Linked DNA regions of Mus musculus: region 2 is linked to region 1. A link is a contact called in public promoter capture Hi-C data. All regions are on one chromosome and are shown on one strand. Each heading gives the region's core, a stretch centred on a gene start, on an enhancer-like site or on the middle of the called end of the contact. The rest is flanking DNA. Distances are from core to core; before and after follow the strand shown.

Evidence for each region. Capture Hi-C pulls out chosen DNA fragments and counts their contacts.
Region 2: a contact with region 1 is called in a promoter capture Hi-C map of liver. The contact joins two enhancer-like sites. A contact is called at or near these places in 1 of 15 datasets of contacts at CTCF or cohesin (large pre-B cells), 1 of 484 Hi-C or Micro-C datasets (bone marrow-derived macrophages), 2 of 115 datasets of contacts at active chromatin or transcription factors (embryonic stem cells and regulatory T cells) and 3 of 9 other capture datasets (adipose tissue, liver and pancreatic islet).

The regions. Positions count from the first base shown.
Region 1 is chr12:111,788,727-111,793,635 of GRCm38.p6, reverse strand. It overlaps Klc1 (kinesin light chain 1), which reads right to left. Exons shown (of 16, transcript NM_001025360.2): 13 at 4,150-4,311. Among named protein-coding and RNA genes, the nearest start is that of Xrcc3, 23 kb to the left of the region's middle. Within about 2 kb of position 2,830, at least 24 of the 459 cell types and tissues checked have an H3K27ac peak or open chromatin away from gene starts, as enhancers often do. A contact at or near this core is called in liver, where this site is marked.
Region 2 is chr12:111,934,759-111,939,667 of GRCm38.p6, reverse strand. No RefSeq gene overlaps it. Among named protein-coding and RNA genes, the nearest start is that of 5033406O09Rik, 7.3 kb to the left of the region's middle. Within about 2 kb of position 2,722, at least 65 of the 459 cell types and tissues checked have an H3K27ac peak or open chromatin away from gene starts, as enhancers often do. A contact at or near this core is called in liver, where this site is marked.

The DNA.
Region 1 (4,909 bases), core at 1,581-4,080:
AATAAAACTTGTTACCAATGGCTCGTGAGTGCCAGGAGGACAAGAAAACACCCATCCCGCCGTCTGTCATGAAGAGGACTCTAAACACACACAGCAGGCCCTACTGCCCTTATGTCTGTGCCCCACAGCAAGACGCTCGCCTCCCTCCCCTGGGTTCAAATGGATCACAGTGGATCTCGGTCCAGGCAGCCACCCCCACCTAGAAGCTTGAGGGCCCAGGGGAGCAGCCGCCCACCACCTCAGTCAACAGAGGTGGCAGGCTGTGCACTCAGCACCTGCACCCCAGGGGAGATGGATAATGGCTGACTAGAACTCAAGAAGACAAATTCCCAACAGCCTGGCTCTAGGGTCGGAGGCTCACTGTGTTCTGACACAAAAGACGTTCCTATTGTATAAACCCATAAGTGGGTTTCTTTTTTAAGTTACATGGATCGTGTGTGTGTGTGTGTGTGTGTGTGTGTGTGTGTGTGTGTGTGTGTAGAGAGAGAGAGAGCGCACTTGCACATGTTACCCAGTGTTTAGAGGATAACTGTCCACCATGGACGTCCTGGGAATTAAACTCCAGATCACTTGAATGGCAACTGCCTTTATCAGCTGAGACATTTTGTAAGCTCTCAAAGTGGGTTTCTAAACAGAAATAAATCACATAATGTACTGATTTTAGTATTTAGTATCTCTGTACAATAGAATTATAGGTGTAGCATTTTTAAAACTTCTTTTAGTATACTCTTGCTGCCCTCTTAGTATAGATAAAACTGTACTTTGGACTAACAGCTCCTTCGTTCCCTAAGGCCCTGAAGTAGAAATTTCACGCATTGGAACCTGTGAAAGTCAAAGTAGGCCTCATGGTTCACACCTTTAATTCCAGAGCTCAGAATTCACAGGCACACAGATAGCTGTGAGTTCCCCAACCAGGGCTACAGTGAGATCCTGTCTCAAAGACCAAAAGAAGATGGCACACACCTTTACTTCCAGCACTCGGGAGGCAGAGGCAGGAGGATCTCTGTGAATTCAGGCCAGCCTGGTCTACAGAGTGAGTTTCAGGACAGCCAGGGCTATTTAGAGAGACCCTGTGTCCAAAAACAAAAAACCAACAACTTGTAGAAGCCAGGCACTAGGGCACACACCCATAATGGACACACCTGAAAAACTAGCCCAGGAGATGCCTGAGTCTCCAGACCAGCCTGGGCTCCACAGCATTCTGTCTCAAACAAAGTGAAGCAGGCAGGGATACAGTCAGTTGTAGAGCCCTTCCCTTCCACAGGGATGTTTCAATCCCTAGTACTGGCACAGTGTACACACGCACACACACACACACACACTCAGACTTGTAGAAATCTCAGCACAAGAGCAATATGGTTTAAGAGAAGAGGGGCAGGAGACTGCTTCTCAAGGGCCCCAAGAAAAAGGAGCCAAGGTGGAGGCTGTCCTGGAGCACAACTTTCACAACAGACACAGAATCACATGGATATTGGGTAACTAAGAAATCTGACTTTTATCTAGAAAAGACTCAATGTCCACAAAGCAGCTTTCGCAGGAATGCACCCTACTAGAGAGTGACCTACTATAGCAGTGCCTGCTAGAGCCACATCATATCTCACATCATATTTCTCATATCTCAGACCCGAGGAAGCCTGCAGGAGCCCGTTTCCATGAGGCGTGATCACCATCATCATAAGACACACTGAAGAGGAACTGCTGTCCTCCCAGGCAAGCTCACTGTCTTCATGCCCTCGCTCTCGGCCTCCTCGACCACACAGCCACGCATCTGCATAGCCACGGTTGCTACCTAGCAAGCCTTGCCTTTGACAAACATTATCCTGTTTTAAAGTCTATTTCTGAACACTGAAAAAAAGCCCTGAATTCCCATATAAATTGTTTCTGTGATTTAATCAACTACCATCTGTTCTGTGAATTCATCAGGCTGAAGCTGTAAATACCCAGGAGAACAAAGGATGGACAGCTGCGGTATTTTAAAGAGCACTGAAATCTCTCTAAAAATTACAAGTGTAACCCAGGAGGTGGTGAGGCCTGCCTTTAATCCAGCACTCGGGAGGTAGGCAGAGGCAGCATCGCTGGGAGTTCAGGCTTAGTGGTGGCGCTCTAACCCTAGAACCTGAGTCAGAGGCAGGCATCCCTCTGAGATCAAGGCCAACCTGGCCAATACAGCAAGCTTCAGACCAGCCAGGGATACATAGTGAGGGAGGGAGGGAGAGTGAGTGTGTATGTGTGAGTGAGTGTGGGTGAGTGTGATAGTGAGTGAGCGAGTATGAGTGTGTGAATGTATGAGTGTGAGAATAAGTGAGAGTGTAGGTGAGTGTGGATGAGTGTGAGAGTGTGAGTGTGATAGTGAGTGTAAATATGAGTGTGTGAGTGTGGGAGTGAATGAGTGAGTGTGGGTACGTGAGAGTGTGCATGAGTGAGTGTGTGAGTGTATGAGTGAGTATGTGAGTATGTGTATGAGTGAAAGTGTAAGAGTGAGTACATGAGTGACTCAGCTAAGGGGAAAAGGCCTTGCCTAGCATGTGTAAGGCCCTATGTTCAATACTTTATAGAATCCCTGTCTTAAACACACACATGCACACACACACACACACACACACACACACACGGAAAAAGAAACAAGGTATAATTGTAAGCTAAGTGTGCTGTGCACACCTGTCTTCCCAGCACCCAGAAGGCTGAGGTAGGAGGGACTCCAAGTAAGTACCAGGACAACTTGGGCTACACACGGAGACTCAAAACAAACAAGGCTGTGGACACAGTTCAGTCATACAGCAGTTGCCTAACATGCACAAAGCAGAGGTCAATCTCTACCACACACTGTGTGCACACACTTGTGTGCGTGAACACACACAACAACAACACCCTCCCGTGAACTCCTCCCCCAGTGCCCAGGGCAGGTGTGGGACTCGGAGTTGTGGACATTGTGTCTGGCGCAGGACTCACATACATACAGACCTAGAAATACTGTCTCAGGAAAGAGCCCCCTGCAGCTTCACTCGAGAGCAGGTAAGTCTGCAAGCCGCCAGCCACCAAGCGGAACAGGCCCTCTGGACAAGCATGCAGGACTGGAGCGAAGTAAGAGTGCAGTCCAGAGTGCTGACAGGACAGGCATGGGCAGGAAGGCCCAGGCCTCTGCTGCAGTTTAGGACCACTGCCCAACAAGGCTCAGCAGTCACAGTGGATGCTGACTGGCTGTGCTGGCACGAGACCGCTGCTAGACAGAGAGAGGATGTCACCCTTCACTGTGGCCACTGACATTTCACACAAAGTTCAGTCAGGACCCTGGCTCCTCCAAACTACTGCAGCTAAGAAAATCCTAGAGCCAATCAACCCAAGCCCCAGGACAGGCTGGATCAAAGTCCTAAGCAATGATTTACAAAGCCGCATAGTGACAGTATGTGATAGGCCTGGTCTGCTGAACCCTCTTAATCCGCTCCAGAGACACCAGTCCACCACAGGAGCTGACACTCGCACACTGCCCACAACCCTGGGTAGGAAGCAGTGGCCACAGGAGCTGACACTCACACTGCCCACAACCCTGGGTAGGAAGCAGTGGTGAAGACCTCCGGGGGGTGGGGGGCTGAAGGAGCAGGGCCGACACAGACCTCTGACACAGTCTGTATCATACACAAGCAGGTAGTTCTAAGTCAAAAAGTCGGGAGCCCTGTCAGGTGGCGGTGTGGAGACCAGCCCTAGTGCACCTGCTCTGAGCTGCTGTCTGAGCTGCACTTAGCGTCAGCTCCCGGCAAGGCACTCTAGCAGCCCCAGGGCAGCCTCCTGAGCGGTGTCAAGAGCACTGAGTTAGCAGGACATGGGGAGTTAGGAAAGTCAGTTAGTCAGCCATGCCCATGCTCATCCCCGGGTTACAGGAGACCAGAGTGTGGACAAGGTTTTTGCACGGCCAGGACACTCAATCAGCGTGCACACATGCTCTACAAGAGGCCAGTCAGCTTTCAGGGATTCCTAAAGAAAACTACTGCAAGCAACACAGCTTCCGAGTTAGCAGAAGTTAGGACTTACAGAAAGCTTCCCTGATGCTTAATTTGCGAAAAGTGGCGAGTCTAGCGTGAGACACGACAGCTAGCGAGTGCCGCTGGGGAGGCCGGCAGGTCCTGCCCGGTGCAGCCAGCGCGCTGTACTTACCCCATTCCACTCTACGCTCATACTCACTTCCTCCCCTCCGTCAGGGCCACTCTCGTACTTGACCACGTCCATATTGAGACTCTCCCGGCTCCTCCGCTTCTCCATGCTCTCAGGGTCATTTAGCACTTCAGCCACTCTCTGTTTGTGAACATTGTCAAGACCCTGTGAGCCAGGCAGGGGAGAACGGGTGGCCCGTTAGCACTGACATCTCAGAAGGCGTCTCAGTATCTGAGCTTCACTAGGGACAAGGTCAAATTCTCTTTGCTGTTGCTGCGTGCCTGCTACAGAGCCATGTGGAAGAGGTCAGAGGGCATGTGGTCAGTTGGCTTCCTCTTTCCGCCCTCATGCAGGTGTCTCCCCCTTAGCCCTCACTTCTCACTGCGCCACAGACACCAATTCTTTTTTGTTGTTTTTGGGTTTTGTTGTTGTTGTTTTTTTTTGTTTTGTTTTGTTTTTTGAGACAGGGTTTCTCTGCATAGCCCTGGCTGTCCTGGAACTCACTCTATAGACCTGGCTGGCCTCAAACTCAGAAATCTGCCTGCCTCTGTCTCCTGAGTGCTGGGATTAAAGGTGTGCGCCACCACACCCGGCCAGACACCAATTCTTATGTAATGGGACAAACGCAGATGAGCGCATTTGGGGGTGGGATTCAGGCTCCCTAGGGTCACGAGAATGGGGGTGGGGGTCTGCGCTATATGAGTCCATATCACCAAAACTCAGGAGCTTACACACAGAACTGAACTCTGTGACACAGAACATT
Region 2 (4,909 bases), core at 1,473-3,972, 150 kb before region 1:
GGATTGGAACTCAGGACCTTCGGGAGAGCAGTCGGCGCTCTTAACCACTGAGCCATCTCTAGTTTCTCAACCTCGGTTTTCCTATGTGTAGGATGATGAATCAGAGGGAGGGGCTGGAGTGTGTCTGTGTACTCTAAGAAGCCTCTAAACAATTAGTTTATCTGAGTAGCTAATGAGCTACTGGTTTGAGGAGACAGAGACTTGGGTCAGGGCAGGCCTGGTTTATACCTGCAAGGTCCAAGAACCATTGGATACTCCGGGAAGGCTTGACCAAGGCCCTGCCAGCCTCCTGCTCACAAGTCACCTTCCAGCCCTTGTCCTCTCGGTCTGTCCTGTCCCTTTCTATGGAGCTGTCCTCAGTAATGCTATTGCTTATGCCAGCCATGCTATGATAAGTGGTGCCTGAGGTCAGACTAGACCCTCTACTGCTGATCCTCACAAGCCCACCTGCAGGTGTTTGCAGGACCCTGGAGACCCCACCCAGCCCATTCTATCCTACCCCTGGATCTAGACATTACCATTTGGCATGCACTTCAAGTATGTAGGAGGAGCTTGGCTTGGGCTGGGCTGGGGATGGGAGGCTGCTCCCAGAACATCTGGAAACCATCACCTGCCTCTCCCATGCATACTGGAGATAACACAGCCTATTGGTTGGGAAGATGTGCATCTAAGCTGTGTTCTCAGCGGTGACTCTCAGGGAGGAGGCAGTGGTGCCTGCCTGCCCCCATCACCACCCCCACCCTGACACAGACACCACTCTCTGGAGGCCACACTCAGCTTGCTCTGGAGGGTGTGGGGTTGCAGAGTGTGTGCTGGAATGCACCTCTGTGGTTTGTGTGAAAATAGCTGTTACACACCCAGCTCAATTGAAAACAAACCTTGTTTTCAGAGTATGTACTCACTAATGGATCAAGTCTGCTAGGGTCTTAGGGAGGAAGCTGGAGGAGGTGGCCTACACCTGTGATCCTAACACTTGGGAGGTGGAGGCAGGAAGGCCTGAGGTTTAGGCCCTCTTTGTTTACACAGGGAATGCCAGGCCAGCCTTAGCTACACTTATATTAAAAAGGTACGGAGCAAGAGAGACCAGCTGGGCAAGCACTGTGCCTGGGGAATGTGATTATAGCAGGGTGCAAAAAAAGGGGGCTGGTCAGAAGGACTCAGAAGGCCTGCTGCCTAGGAAGCCATCTCTCCTCAACTCCATGCAGGCAGGCTCTGTCTCTCACAGGGCAGTGGGGCTGGGTTTCTTAGCAGGACCCAGAACGGGCCCAGGACCTCCTCAGGGTGGAGCTGGGACTCCAAATCCCTGGGTCCTCTACCTTAATCTTCCTCAGTTTCCTGAATTCCGTTAACAGCGAGCAGGCTCCACACGGGGCTGCGCCAGTCAGCAACTCTGGTCAGCCATTCCTTCCACCAAGGCTTCATCATACAAAGCCCAAGTTGGTTAGAGTTTCTGAGTGCATCTGACCATTGCAGAGTATGTGGGGGCAGGCTGTGGGGGTGGGGGTGGGTTCCTGGCAGGCCCCAAAGGTCACATCGGCCTGAGCCTCACAAAACATCAGGAAACGAAGCTCAGTCTCAGAAGCACCACAGAGGGAGAGTCTGGGGCTACTGAGGAAAACAGGCAGCAGCTGGCGGAGACCCAGCTCCTCAGCCTCTCAGTATGGCTCCAGGTCTTTGGCCTATTCCTGCCCGAGCACTATTGACTGAGCAGCCTGGGAGCGGGACCACCACTGGCCAGCTAGCTCTGCCGAGCCTCTGCAGTGGAAACATTCAAACCCAAAAACACATCGGGGAAGAATTAGCAGCAAGACCGTGAAGGTGCACTCGGAGGTTCCCAAGGCTGAGGGGAAAGAACTGTGGGTGTCAGGGGAGGCGGCCGGAGGTCATAGATGTCTCAGTAGGGGAGTCAGTACTGAAGGTGAGTCACAGATGGAGCTCAAAGGCAGGGAGAATGGCAAGAAGGGACCCTGGGAACCTAGGGTGGAAGAAGAGGTTATAGAAAAAGCAGGAGAGCAAACGTTCCCCTCCCATGAGGGTCTCTTCCCCGCCCCCCCCCCCAGTACAGCTGTAACAGCTGTGGTGGCTGGGCCTGACCGGGCTCTCCCAGGGAATGGGTGGCCTGATGGGGCTCTCCCAAGTAATGGGTGTGTTTTCAGCCAGCTACCTGGAAGGTCAGGGAAGGGTGACATGCGCACAGACAATGCGCTCACTGACTGAAGCACCAAGGACGCCCCTCCTCCCCTTAGTGCCTGGACCCAGCCTGGGCTGGGAGGCGGGGGAGCACACAGCTTTCACGCAGGACCCCGGAACAGGGGGTGCAAGTCATCGACTTTCCCTGGCCCCAGGTAGATCTGCGCGAAGTGGGCGTGCCTCCAGGACACTCTGCCAAGCCCAGAAACCGCAGATGGGGGTGACACGTGGAGGATTTGAAAACACATCAGGCGGCTTTTCGGCGTGTTTTCTAGAAGCCTTTTCACAGCCCCTAAAGGCTGACTCCTTGGTTAGGTCCCAGGGAGCCCCAGACACCAAGAGGCCAGCACTGGGTAATGGACCCCTTTTATTTCAGCTTTATCAGCTAAAAGTGATTTTACACAAAATAATGTGTCAGAGATAATTGCTCCTGGGAACGGATCCCAGTGCAGCCGGCAACCAAAGGTAAACGTGCCCATTAATGATTAAACCTCTGATGTCTCCCAAGGAACAGAGAGCTCTGGAGCGGCCCAGAAAGGAGACCCCTCCCCCAAGGTCCTGGCAGGGGCCCAGGCTGCCCTGCCTAACAGGAACTGGTTCCTGCCCAGTGGGAATAGGGAACGATCCTCCATCAAGGGAAAACCAAACACTGTCTAATTCCAGCACCCTTGATGAGGAAAAACAGGTTTCTCTTTGTCTTTTGTGGAACAGGTCGTGGCTGCCACCAGTTTGCACCTGCCTGAGGTCACGGCGAAGGTTCCGGAAGCAGAGAGACAGGTCCTACAGCTACCTTTTCCCCCTGCACTAAAGGGCCTTCTCAAGAAAGGTGCAGAAAGAGCTTGAGACAGACATAAAGAAACGTACAGCTGGTTACAGAAAACAGAGGTGGAAGCTGGGTGTGGGGTGCACCTTAATCACACGCGGGAGAGGCGGCAGGCAGCAGGAGTTCAAGGGCGACCATCACTGGCCACAGAAGGATATGGCCAGTGTTAGGTTACATGAGCCCCTGGAGAAAGGGGTGCGGGAAGAGAAGCAAGGGAGGAAAGGAAGGAGGAGACATGGGGGTGACATAAATCATGGGAGGATGCCCCCCCACACACAATGTAGTCAAGAGCTTCCAGACAGAAAAGTCTGGGCTTCTTTCCATACCAATTGTGCTACTTGTTAACTTTGAGACAGGGTCTATATAACCCAGGTTGGTCTAGAACTCCCTGTGAGGCTGAGGATAGCCTTGAACTTCTGACTCTACTGTCTTTATCTCTCCAGTGCAGCAGTTAAAGTAGTGCCCTCCATGCTTTGAGTTGCTGTACTGGGTATCAAGCAGGGGGCTTTGTGGATTCTAGGCAAGCTTTCTACCAAAGGAACTACCTCCCAGCTCTCTCGAGTTTGGGTTTTTTTTTTGTTTGTTTGTTTTTTGTTTTTTTAATACTTGTCTTATATATTAGTGTGTGTGTGTGTGTGTGTGTGCTAAAGTATGTGTGTGCACCACATGTGTTCAGGAGTCCTCAGAGTTCAGAAGAGGCATGGATCCCCTAGAAATGGAGTTATAATGGTTGTGAGCCACCTCTGGGTGCTGGGGAACAGAGCCTGGGTCCTCTTGAGGAACAGTAAGTACTCTTAACCATTTAGCTATCTCTCCAGCTCCCGTGGTTTTGCTTGGGATAGGTTCTCACTCTATAGCCAGGCTGGCCCGGACCTCACCAGAGAGCCAGTCAACTTTGGGACCCATGACAATCTTCTTATCTATGTCTCCTGAGTTCAGGGGTTTATAGGCATGAGCCACCATGTCAAAGACTTTGTCATAGGATGTCACTTAGCCTCAGTTTCCTCATCCCGAACATGGGGACAGTACCACTGACCTCAAGGTCATCAGGAGGCCTATTGTGGTGATGCGTGACAAACCCTTAGCGGTGGTAGATGCTGCCTCGTCAAGTGCTCAGTCTCAGGGAACTGTAGTTACTTTGTATTATGATCATGACCGGAGAGGTCTGCTCCTTTGCAAGATCCTTGTCCAGCCTTAACCTCCTGGTGTGTCTTGGTGTTTGATTGTAGCTTGATGGTGGACAGGGTTCATGGTCAGTATTTGGGGCTGACCATGGAGAGGTGGAAGCTGGAACAGGAACTCTCAGCCAACATATAGTTTTTACACCATAAGGCACGTTCCTTTCTTAGGTATCATTCATTCATTCATTCATTCATGTGCTTGTTTTTAGAGAATGGTCTTACACAGTCCAGGCTGTTCTTGAGCTTGCTCTGTAGCTGAGCATGACCTTAAACTGGAACCTCTGCCTCCCAAGACCTGGGTTTAGAAGTGGACACCACCACAATGTATTTGTCAGTTCCTTATTTGGTTGTGGGGACAACACCAGGACTTCAAGTGCGCTAAGCACACACTCTACCACTGAGCTGTATTCCCAGCTCCCAAACTGTACCCAAAGTGTAAAAGTGGACCGTTTTTATTATATCACAAGGTCACGTGATCTGTCACTACTTCCTAATGCCACCATTTTCAGGGTGGAAAAGATGTGTCCGCCATACCTGTCAGCACTCAAGCATGCCCTCTCCCCACGGTCCTCAGCACCTGCTAACTCTCTGTCTTTATGAATTTGTCTCTTCTGGATAATTGATATAAATGGTGTTAGAAACTATGGTGGGTTGGTTTGTTTCTGTCTTTGATAGAAATCTCCCTCCCACCCCTAAACCCCAGGCAGGTTCTCAC